2 separate regions of the Xenopus tropicalis genome follow, and region 1 is linked to region 2. A link is a contact called in public Hi-C data. All regions are on one chromosome and are shown on one strand. The core of a region is the stretch at or near the end of the contact, and the rest is flanking DNA. Distances in the headings are between cores, read along the strand shown. Region 1 holds the start of apmapl (adipocyte plasma membrane-associated protein). Region 2 holds the start of wif1 (WNT inhibitory factor 1).

Region 1 (5,661 bases), core at 779-3,278, 170 kb after region 2:
GCTGCAAACATTTGCTGGCCAGATCTATGCACACTGGATGTGGCACTTAAACAAATACAAAGAGATGGTGGAAAACGTTGTTTTATTTAAAGGGAAACTCCACATTCATTTTTTTGTTTGTTTGTTTGTTTGTTTGCATAATTAAAGAAAAATGTAATTCTCAGCCACTTTTCAGAATACATTAAACCTGATCTAACACATACTGCAAGGAATGGCTACCAGTCATGTTACCCACAGCAACCATCATCATTGCTGGTAATTTACAGTCAGCTGTTTGAAAGCCATTGATATGTGTGACTAGACCTGTGCAAATGTTGCTCCTATTATTGTTACCATACTTATTATCCAATAATAAACATGGCCATAAACATGCAGATTTAAACTGTCCATTCAGCCCCTTCAGTCCATGTGGTTCTTGTCTGAAGGGTCACCAAAGCAGTTACCCATAGCAACCAATCAGTGATTAGCTTTTTTTTCAGCCAGCTGCAGATAAAATAATAAAAGCAAAGTTGCATTTGTTTGCCATGGGTTACTACCCAGGTGCAAACTTACCCAGTTTTAATAAACACCAATGTATATTGGAAATTATCTTAGAATTTCATTAATAACACATGTTCAAAGATTTTAACGTTATTGGTAAATATAGTTTCTACATATCTGTCTGTTTCGTGTTATTGTCTGCTATCACTGCTGGTTCTGACTATTACAACAATGAGCACAACAGAGGCTTATTCCGCACACCCTAGCTCTCCAAATCAGAACGCCCGGTGCACACTGCCAGAGGGATCGGCACCCTCCCAGAATCCAGTAGAACAGCAAAAAGCAAATGGCACTCAGGGCTTAGAGGGAAAATTCCTTTTTAAAAAAGATTTTATTTGCGAAACAATGCAATGTTTCGAGGCAAAAATAGCCCCTTTATCAAGCTTGATAAAGGGGCTATTTTTGCCTCGAAACGTTGCATTGTTTCGCAAATAAAATCTTTTTTAAAAAGGAATTTTCCCTCTAAGCCCTGAGTGCCATTTGCTTTTTGCTGTATTACAACAATGAGGCCAGAGCCAGCTCTCCTGTAGCCAAGACTCCATTTTCTGCAATGCTGTGCATGTTTCTTTACAAGTTTGTTGTCAGCTGATGTCTCCTATATTATTTAATAGGGAAAACCACCAGTACAAAAATAGCACTGATATAGCTTGAAAAAGAGCCATGTAGGCTTAAAATGTTGCTTTCTGTGCCCTAACTACTTATTAAAGGCACTTTTATTATCATATATATTGGAGTGCTGCCATCTGGATTTTTTGAAAGACTAAATGGACCAGACAGACATTGCTTTTAATAATATTACTTCAATTGACTTGACGTTTGTGCCCCGCCTTATGGGGGATCACGTGACTAGGCTGCAGGTGAGGGGAGGACACAATGTGCCTGTTCTGGCTGCCTCATTGCTATTAAGCTATGATGCATTATGTGAGTGTGCCGGTTACTGTAGCGTGTGTCCTCCCCTGCCCCGCCAGCGGCTCTCTGCACTAAAAACACAAAGCTCTGCACTACTATGGCTCTGTTACATTATAACGATCAGCACTAAGCACCTCTGCTAAACAGGAGACCGCCCCTGTCTAGGACTGTAGCTGCTGAACTACAAGTCTCATAGCTGTTCATGTTGTTTCCCCTGAGCCTAAAGCGCTGCGCCTCCTCTTACATGGATCCTGGGCGGTGGGAGGATTTCGGAACGGATAAGCTGGATTGGGTGCGATCACTCGGGATGGAGTCTGGATGTATTAGAAAAGATTGTGCTGGAAACGCCGTGCTGGGGCTACAGAGGAGGAGCGAGTGCGGCTGTACGGAGGGGTCACTCAGAGTGCATGGTTCCAGCTCCCTGTGGGCAAAGCTTAAATACACACAATAAGCACAAACACAATTTCCTTACTCCTCCTCAGGCAGTTCTCTCCCATTCATTCCCACACACCTGATTTTCTCCCAGAGTTCTACAGGCAACATAACACTCTAATATCGCCACTGCTTGATAACAGCAGCTGCTTACTGTGGGGCAGGGGCCTGTGCCTCTATATGAGCGTTTTAGGGTGGCTGCTGGGTACAAATCAAATACAAAAAAGAGAGAATTTTTTTGTGCTATGCCTTAAAACGTAACCTTTATTAGTATATTTCATAGATCTAAAAACAAAACCCAAATTCATTACACACCAATTTCATAAAATTAAACTAAAATCAATGAATTAATCCCGGTTATCTGATTTTCTTAATTAATCTCTTTCATAATTCATCATACAATAATTAATAGTTCCAAATTAAGCCAAAACCGGAATGTTAGGGTTAAGTAGGGGGGGGGCAAGTCATTCATATAATACACTATATACAGAATATACAGCAGAATAGTGTCCCCACACAAAAGGTACAAGTACTCCTGACCAAAGTGGGAATGACAAACAGTGACAATAAGGTGATCCTGCCGACTGTTTCACAGCCTGGTCTCTGCACGCCCATTAGCTGAACAACAGCCAGATGAGCCACTCACAGGCTGTGTATCATGGGTGGTAAATGGCGCATCACATATTATATAACCACACTGGTAACGTATCTTTAGTGGAACTGAAGTTTATAACAGACAACTGCAAAATACAATGAGCATTATTCACCCCCAAAGCCCATGTGTTTAGTCAAAGTAAAGATGGTTCGTATCAAAAACCACTACGCGAGTTCCACATAATAGCACCCTTATCCCCGTGTCCCAGGCTCCGACACTAATATAGCGAAGGCGCAGTAGCGGAGGGATACACCCATCGCTATACGTTGGAGCACTAGCGGCTATCAGAAGCCGCACTAATAAGCAGGTTCCGATGCAGACCTCACTAATCCCTCCTGACCATCACCCACCCGAACTCCAGCACCCCACCTCAACTCGCAGCTATCAGGAGCCGTGCCCAAAGTCTGGACAGATCAGTCCTGTCTACTAGTGTCCATGAGAGACCTCCCCCTGTGTCCCACATCCTACGAGTTTTGTCACACTACCCGTGACTTCTTCATTGGTTGGATTTCGAATACCTCTGTCTATAAATATCCTGCTACTGATGATGCCAACTGTTCAAGGTATTCCTGATTCAAATTCGCAGTGCCCCCTGCAGATAAAGGGATCATTTAGACGCCTAATTGATATTTAGTCAGTGCCACTCGGGTAATTGGAGATAAAGGTAAAAGAAAGAAAAAATATAATGTAATATAGATATGGATACTCAATAAAGATGATAATATATGCATACATGTTCACATGAATTATTACTCAACGGTGGAAAAATTATTAGTTGTAAAATGTCCTAGTTCCTAACTATAAATGGGATGAATGTGAATCCTTCATTCAAACCCCATGGAGATTTAGTCTTCAGTCTATATATCCACTGACATTCTTTTTTCAACAGTATATTTTCAATATCTCCTTTTCTGGTTCCAAGTTTTACTTTTTCAATCCCAAATAGAGATTGCTCTCACATCTGAATTGTGAAAATCACAAATATGTCTCGCTAGAGGAGTGTCTTTATTGTTAATGATGGTCCCAATGTGCTCTAAAACCCTTTTAAGTAGTTCTCTAAAGGTTTTGCCCACATATATCAATGGGCATTTACACATCCCAACATAAATCACCCCTGCCGTGCGGCAATTGATAAATTGTCTAATTTCAAATGTATACGAAGAACCAGATCTTTGAAAGTATTTCCTAGGTTCCATATACTGGCAGGCCTCACATCTGTGACATTTGTAAGAGCCAACGGTCGGGGTATGTGTTGGTGAATTGTGTTTCTCCTGAAAGTGGCTATGGACTAGCATATCTGCCAGACTTACAGATCTCCTGGCCACTATTGATAGTTTATTAGGTAGTACCTTTTGTAAATTCTGATCTCCTTTCAATACATTCCAATATTTGCCCATAATGGACTTAATACTCGACCATTGGTTGTTATAAATACCAGTGCATCTAATTTCAGTAGGAGGTTGATCACTACCCCCATCTTGGGAACCATACAGGAGTGTTTGCCGATCTGAGTTTAGTGCCCTTTGATAGGCCCTCTTTAGACAATGTCTCGGGTACTCCCGTTGTTAAAATCTATTGCGTAAGTCAAAGCTTTAATTTTAAAGTCATCTATATCCGAACAGTTTCTTCTAAGTCTCAAGTAGTGTCCCAGTGGTATACCCTTCTTCAGGGATGTCGATGAAAGCTTGTATAGTTCAAGAGGCTATTAGTAGCGGTGGGTTTCTGATAAATCCTTGTCACAATTGAACCAGTTGCAGCACTCTCTAACAACAGATCTAAGAATGGTAGTTTGCCCTCTCCAAATTCACTCGTAAAGTGTAAGCCTGCAGCATTATTATTAAGGTGAGAGATCATGCTATGAAACTCATCTTTACCCCCCTCGCCGCCATATTATCAGTATATCATCGATAGATATCTCTAAATTACTTTAGAAAGATAGGGATTTTTTGAAGAGCCTAAAGCAATTTCTTGTTCCCACCAACCCAGAAAAAGATTGGCATAACTGGGGGCACAGGAACTGCCCATGGCGGTTCCCTTGGTCTGATGGTAAATCTTACCACCAAATAGAAAGTAGCCCAATCAGGAAGGCAGCTTACTCATCACCATAATTCTTAGTGAGAAAAGTCTAGCGGCTTGAAGTCCCTTATTATGCGGAATGCTTGTGTATAGTTTACCTTCTTCCAAAAGAACCCTATCAGTTCTTATCAGTTAGGAGATCAAGTGCCATCCTTTTATAGTCTAACTTATTCATTAGAACCACATTGCTGCCCTTATCTGCTGGTTTTATTTCAATATAATCACAATTCCTTAATTCCTCTATCGACACTGTTTGATAACAGCACCTACGGCCTCCAATAGCTGCTCACTGTGGGGCTGGGGCCTGTGCCTCTATATGAGCATTTTAGTATGGCTGCTGGGTACAAATTGGTCTCATTTTTTGTTTTTCTTGTAGCTGTGTATTATTACCACTAAAGGTAGCCATACACGTAGCACTTTCAATCTTTTGTGCAACCAAATCGTTCCCACCCTCCACCGACGTTCAGGGCTGAATCGTCAGATATGGAGGTAGAAACAATAGAAATTTTACCTCCACCTGGCGATTCAGCTCTGAACGTAGATTTTGCTCGGACGCTCAAAATCTTTTAGCCTGGCCAATTGACGAGTCCACTGATATCCGCAGCCTTTTGCGATATCAGTCACTTCGTTGAGCCTCCATACACGCACTGAATATTGTACAAAACGAGGTTTCATGCGATATCATTGATGCGTGTATGGCCAGCTTTAGAGGGTGCATTCCTTGAATTGGCATCAATTCAGTCTAGTTTCCCCAGGGTCACAGTGGCATAACTGGAAATTACTGGTGGTTCTATTGTAGTATAAATGTCACTGATACTGTTTGTTTATTACTGTGTCTTTCTGTGCTCTGACTCTTCCAGCAACATAACAGGAATCAGGACTACTCCTGCAGGTGTACCGCCAGATGCTTCTGCTAAAACACAATTCTTAGTATCTAACCCCTTTCAGCCCACTACCATCTTGTTATATTGATGGTACAGCAGCAATTCAGCACAAGCCAAATGTCCAAAATCACCCAGATGAGCTCCTAAAGACACTAAAGGCACATT
Region 2 (6,032 bases), core at 2,171-4,670:
ATTCTCTCACAGGCTTCTTCTCACTCACTCGGAACAGCCAGAACCCCAAAGTACAGCACACCCCTTTTACCTATACAGGTAGCTCCACACTCAGCTGTCACCTAATTACTAGTGCTGAGCAAATCTGTCTCGTTTTGCTTTACTGAAAAAATTGCAAAATGGTGAACAATTTGCAAAACGCATGTGGACATTTTTTTTTACATCCACCACTTTTTTTTGCGCCCAACTTTTTTTTTCTCACTCCAAATGCATTAAAGCCAATGGGCGTTTTTTCAAGTTTCTACATTAAAGTCAACTGGCTTTTTTCTTGCAGAATGTTTTTGTAGCAGTGAATTTGTGCTGCAGAAATTTGCAAATTCTGAATTGCGGAATTTCACTGCAAATCCATGTGTGCCAAAAAATGTGTTCATCATTACTAAATACCTGACAAATAGGCAATATAAAGCCTATCTGCACTAGGTATCCCACTGTACCCTATATCATGCAACTTAAATGCACACTTCCCTGTACATTTTTATGCCAGACAGGTGTGTTTTCTAAACACACTGGGTCATTTATCAACACTGGGCAAAATTGCCCATGGGCAGTAACCCATGGCAACCAATCAAACTGTTGCATTCATTGTTCTACCTGCAGCTGGCTAAAAAAAGCATATTACCCATTGGTTGCTATGGGTTACTGCACATGTGCAAATTTGGCCAGTGTTGATGGATGAGCCACAGTTCACATTGAGTTTGAAAACAATTTGGCCTTCAAGCTAACCACTAAGCAAACCATCCATATTTCTGTCACTCTTCACATATTTGTCATTATGCTGAGTAATGCCAAGCAGTAGATAAGGGAACACTTACTGCTCCAATGGCCATTTTGGCATAAAATGTGCACACTCATGTTTCCAGGCCAAAATCTGAGCCATGTGTGTGCACCCAAACCAACAGTGCCTGTCAATGCAGACACAAGCAGCGGAGGCCAGTGGATCAGTTCATTCTCAACCAAAAAGCAGCCCTGTGTAGAAGTTCTGCTAGTTTCTTAGGCTTTAGTTACTTTTTCTTTCTTTAATGTTTTTGGATTTTCTTTGTAAAATATGCGCTGGATATTCAAATACAATCAGTAGCAGGGCTGTCACAGAAAAAAAAACTGCCAGTATCACTTTTGTGGCTTCAGTATGAGTCTGTGGGATTTAGGATGTATGACCCGAGCAATGCCTGCTTATTTCCTTTCAACAAAATCACTTTAGAAAAACTGCATTCTTAAATCTGGTGCCAGGCTGCATTAAAGCACTGATGGGTCTGGGGCAACAATAAGTTTAGAAGGACATCTCATTCAGTTTTGGGCCAAACAAATCTAAGTTAATAATACTGAAACTCTGTAGGAAAGTAGTTCTCTAGCAACTAGGCAGAATTCTCTGCGGTATTTATTCACTAGCATGCTTATGGAAAGAAAGCACACACTCCGCAAAGTCACTAATTGAACATGGCTTGTGGCTGTAAAATAGCTCTACTTCAAACATACTTAGAGCTGCCTGCTCTGTCTAGGAATTTGTCCTTGTCCTTCTGGATTTAATTATCTTCCTTGCATTCCCATTAAAAACAAGCAGGGGTCCAAATGAATGAACTACATACAGTACTAACAGCTATGTTCCGGCTTCCTCACAAAATATTTTCTGCAGAATGTTGATATCACCAATAGGTGGCGAAAGCAGCAGCATTAACTATAAATGAACATGCATATACGCACAGTACATTAAAACAATACATTAATAGAACAGATAATAAAATAATAGCACAACTGAATTCAAGATTAAGTGCTAAATGTTGAGACTCAAGAGATAATAGATGATAGATAAATAGATAGATGATAGATAGATGGAAAAATAGTACATAGCTAGATAATAGATGAAAGAGAAATAGATTAGATAGATAGATAGAAAGCCTTTCTCACTGAAACCCCCTTTATCCAGAAAACCCAAAGTCAAAAAGATACTCTATGATAGATCCCATAGCAATATTAGACAATGATACAGTAACTTACAGTAACTTACATTAATTTTATTGTCCAAGGCACTAAATTAGATAAATCCATAGCCAGTCCTTTGGTAGGGTGTTGCTTTAGATATCATCTCAGAGTATCAGCAACAGTTGAGTTCCTGATATGGCTTTCTACCTTAAAAATAAATCTCTTGGAATGATGTTATGATGTAAACATTTAATGTTATCACAGAATTTCTGTATTTAAAGCTTTCACTGTTGTTCTAGCACTATGCATTGCTTATCATTTTTTTCAAATTAGTTGAATAGAACCAAGAAAGGTAGCTTTTTTGTTTCTGACAGTAAAATAGATAATCACATCAGTTGAATTCAGCAGAAAGTTGTCTCTAAGTAGTGTGCAAGGTCCACAAACGTTTATTTCTAGTACTTAATGTTAATATCATATTAGTCTTCCCCCAATTACAATGGCGCAGAAGTTAATGATAGAAGCCATTCACCAAGGTAGAAAAAAAGGTGATTGCATGGATTTTCATACAGAAGGTGTACTTAAACATGTTTTAAAGTTATAAAAAAGGAACATCATACAATTTGTCTTTGCACAGTGAAAAAAATATAATTCTAATTAGCTTTTCAGTTGTGCGAAGGTTTTAGGGAGTGTAATTGTGATTGCTGAAAGCAACATTTTCTGGCCATTTCCATTCTCTGTTCAGCTGGTACTGACTCTTGACACAATGCAGCAGAAAGCAGCTGGATTAACAGACCTGTGAAAATGCATGAACTGAATTGTGCGGATTGGAGTCTTGCCTGAAGCCCTGATATCAATGTTAGCTGCATGCACAAATAACTTTAATTTCATTAATACTGTTGAAACAATGCACAGTGTTGCTTAAAATAAAATGTTGGATTAAACAAACAATGGGGGTGGTGGAGTTCCACTTGAGATTCTTTCAAGAAGACAGTTTTTTTAATTGCTTTGTTGCAGCATATAAGCAATTTCAGGCAAGGCCCAGGGATTCCCTGCGTCATAGAGAAGGATTGGTGTACCAGACACTACAAAATTGCCTCTCTGTTTTAAACAACCAACAAATAAGAATAACTGTAAGCAGTGACTGCCCGCACTGGCAGGAGGTACTGTATGTTGATACAGCTGATGTGACTTCCACTCCCACTGTCCTCTCACAGGGACAGCTCTCGTAGAGAACAAGTAGCCTATAAGCCTTCTGTGCTGCCATAGAAAGGGACAGCCAGGCTCATAGTCATGCGCTCTAGCGGCCCCTGCTGGACTGCCCGGGCTGGCCAGCTAGTTGTAAGGAGGCACCTCTCCTGACTCACACACCCACCCCTCCTTTACTACTTCATTGATTCCAAACAGCCAAAACCCAGCCCCCTTAGTCAGTTCGGAGCAGTAAGCGGCAGTGCTCGGCTACACACAGGGGAAAGTAAATAGTGCCTGTAAGAGCCCCAGGCTGAGGGAGATAAAGTGAAGTTACTGCACACGATGCCTCTAACAGGCTGCTTTGGAGCGCAGCTATGCAGCATCTTTCTGTTTGTTCTTGCACATGCAGAGGCTGGGCAGCAGGAGGACAGCTTGTACATGTGGATTGATGCTCACCAAGCCAGAGTGTTAATAGGTACATGTGTGTGTGTGTGTGTGTGTGTGTGTATATATACTATTCTTACTTTCTGAACAGTCATAGTTTATGACTGAGAGAGACTGAGAAGGCAGATTTCCTCATATTATCCCCAGAACCCCTTGCAATGCCTGATGTTATATTCTTCTTTATTCCTGTTAACAGGCTTTGAGGAGGATATTCTGATTGTTTCAGAGGGGAAAATGGCACCATTTACTCATGATTTTAGAAAAGCCCAGCAGCGGATGCCAGCCATACCTGTCAATATCCATGCCATGAATTTTACTTGGCAAGCAACGGGGCAGGTAAGAAAGTTTTTATATGAGACTTCAAAGCAGAATTGCTTAGGGTGTATATGCCACAGAATGGTTAAAGTTGGCACTTGTAACTCACTTGTACATAAACTGTAGGCTTCATTTTTTCCAGTGTAGCATGTTTAATGGTCTGCAATAGTTTCACTACTGGGTACAATAAAACTATTTTTAATTTACTTCAGGTAGTAGCTGCAAATCTCGCTATGCACCAGATCTATTCATCTCTTTATATGTATGTCTACTCTGTCATCTTTCTGTCTATGGCAGTGGTTCCTATACTGTGGGACTGGCCCCCCTAAGGGTTTTCAAAGCAGTGGCTGAGAGTGCTCAGCCTAAAGGGTGAAAGTTTGAAGGTGTGGCTGAATCATTATAACAGCAATGTGTTTTAATGTATCTGTCATCTTATGATCAATTTATTCTATCTGTAGCTATCTGTCTATCTATATTGTATCTGTCACCTTATGATCTATTTCTTCTATCTATATCCGCCTATCTATCACTGTATCTATATATGTATCAATCAAAATTTTTTCAATATATCTATCTGCATCTGTCCATGTACTACTGCATCTGTCTATTGACCTGTATATCAGCAAATCAGTCTCTGTTTACTTTGTCTACACACCAAATGCTCTCTTGTAGTATACTGTTTGGCAAATAAATAAAAATTTCATTTTCCAAATGATGATACCTAACCACTGACTATAAATGCTGTGAAGCATTAACATGTTATTTTAGCCCAATCTCTCCAATAATAAAACATTCTATGAGTAAAATAAGATTAAATCTGATATTTAATATCAAGAAAATCAAATGAAAAGGGAAGCTGTGGTTTATATTACCTAGGCATCACTTCAGGAAGCATTTGTTCTGCTTGTGCGCTGAGGCTAAACACCTGGTTCAGTTCTGAATATTATTACAAATGTTCTTTACATGACGGATGAATGGAATCATGTACTAGTACAAAGAGAAATACAATCCATTCAGTGGAACACATTCCAGACTTGTATTTGCTCTGGATTAATGTCTGTAGAACATGCTGCCACCTTTTCTGTCAGTGAAGGAGCATTTTTTACTTTTTTTAAATTACAAAAGGAAGTAAACATTTTGGCATTATTATATGTTTTATCAGATGGCTAGTAGCATAAACAATACTCATTTCTCCTTTCTTTTTCTCCTTTTAGGATGTATTTAGTTTGCTTTTACCTGATTACAGAGATGGTCCATTTAGACTGTTTTTGATTCAGTCTAAATTACAAGATAGTTTATACTAGAAACAATATGCAAGTTTACCCTTTGATTCAGAGCAAAATCACACCCTGATATGTTAGTGGGCTCAGACCATTGATGAAGGTTCCAGTAGGGAACTGAAACGTAGGACTAATAAATCTCGCCTTCTGCATTCAACTATGACTTGTTGTCCTTGAAAACGATCTTGAAATCCTGTGAGTGCAGACATTTTCTAATGTTATATATATATATATATATATATATATATATATATATATATATATATATATATATATAAAGAACAAGAGAAGCCGGCACTCACGTGCATGTCAAAATACCTTGCCTGGGTGCAGTCATGAAGAAATAGGTGAATACAAAATCCGGAGGTTAGGTACTGCTCACACAGGACTTAAGGTTCACTCTTAATTCTTTATTACAGAGTCATGGCAACTGACGTTTCGGCTGCAACACCAGCCTTTGTCAAAGTTACACAGTGAAATTTACACAGAACTTATATATTGTGTTTGGCAGGAAAACAAACGGACAGTAACGTGAAAGTGTAACACTCAATCACATCAAACGCGACATCAAAACCCACCCCCTAAGTGCAAGCCCACAAGTATCCCAACATTACAGATCACAAATAAAAAATAAAAATCTTACAAAAATAAAAATACAACATGTGAGAGAATAAAGTATATTGATTCTCAGAATTCTGAGAATCGGTATACTTTATTCTCTCACACGTTTTATTTACCTTTGTATTTTCACATTTGATGTGATTGAGTGTAACACTTTCTCATTACTGTCCGTTTGTTTTCCCACCAGACACAATATATAAGGTCTGTGTAAATTTCACTGTGTAACTT

Evidence for each region. A called contact is a pair of places that touch in the nucleus more often than the background predicts.
Region 1: a contact with region 2 is called in a Hi-C map of gastrula embryo, with 1.9 times the contacts expected there. The contact joins the promoter of apmapl here to the promoter of wif1 in region 2. A contact is called at or near these places in 2 of 5 Hi-C or Micro-C datasets (gastrula embryo and neurula embryo).

What each region holds. Positions count from the first base shown.
Region 1 is chr3:57,904,191-57,909,851 of UCB_Xtro_10.0, forward strand. apmapl (adipocyte plasma membrane-associated protein) reads right to left here and starts at 2,029. Exons shown (of 9, transcript XM_031898919.1): 1 at 1,961-2,029; 2 at 1,694-1,882. The coding sequence starts at 1,992.
Region 2 is chr3:57,730,279-57,736,310 of UCB_Xtro_10.0, forward strand. wif1 (WNT inhibitory factor 1) reads left to right here and starts at 3,421. Exons shown (of 10, transcript NM_001112915.2): 1 at 3,421-3,619; 2 at 3,785-3,924. The coding sequence starts at 3,487.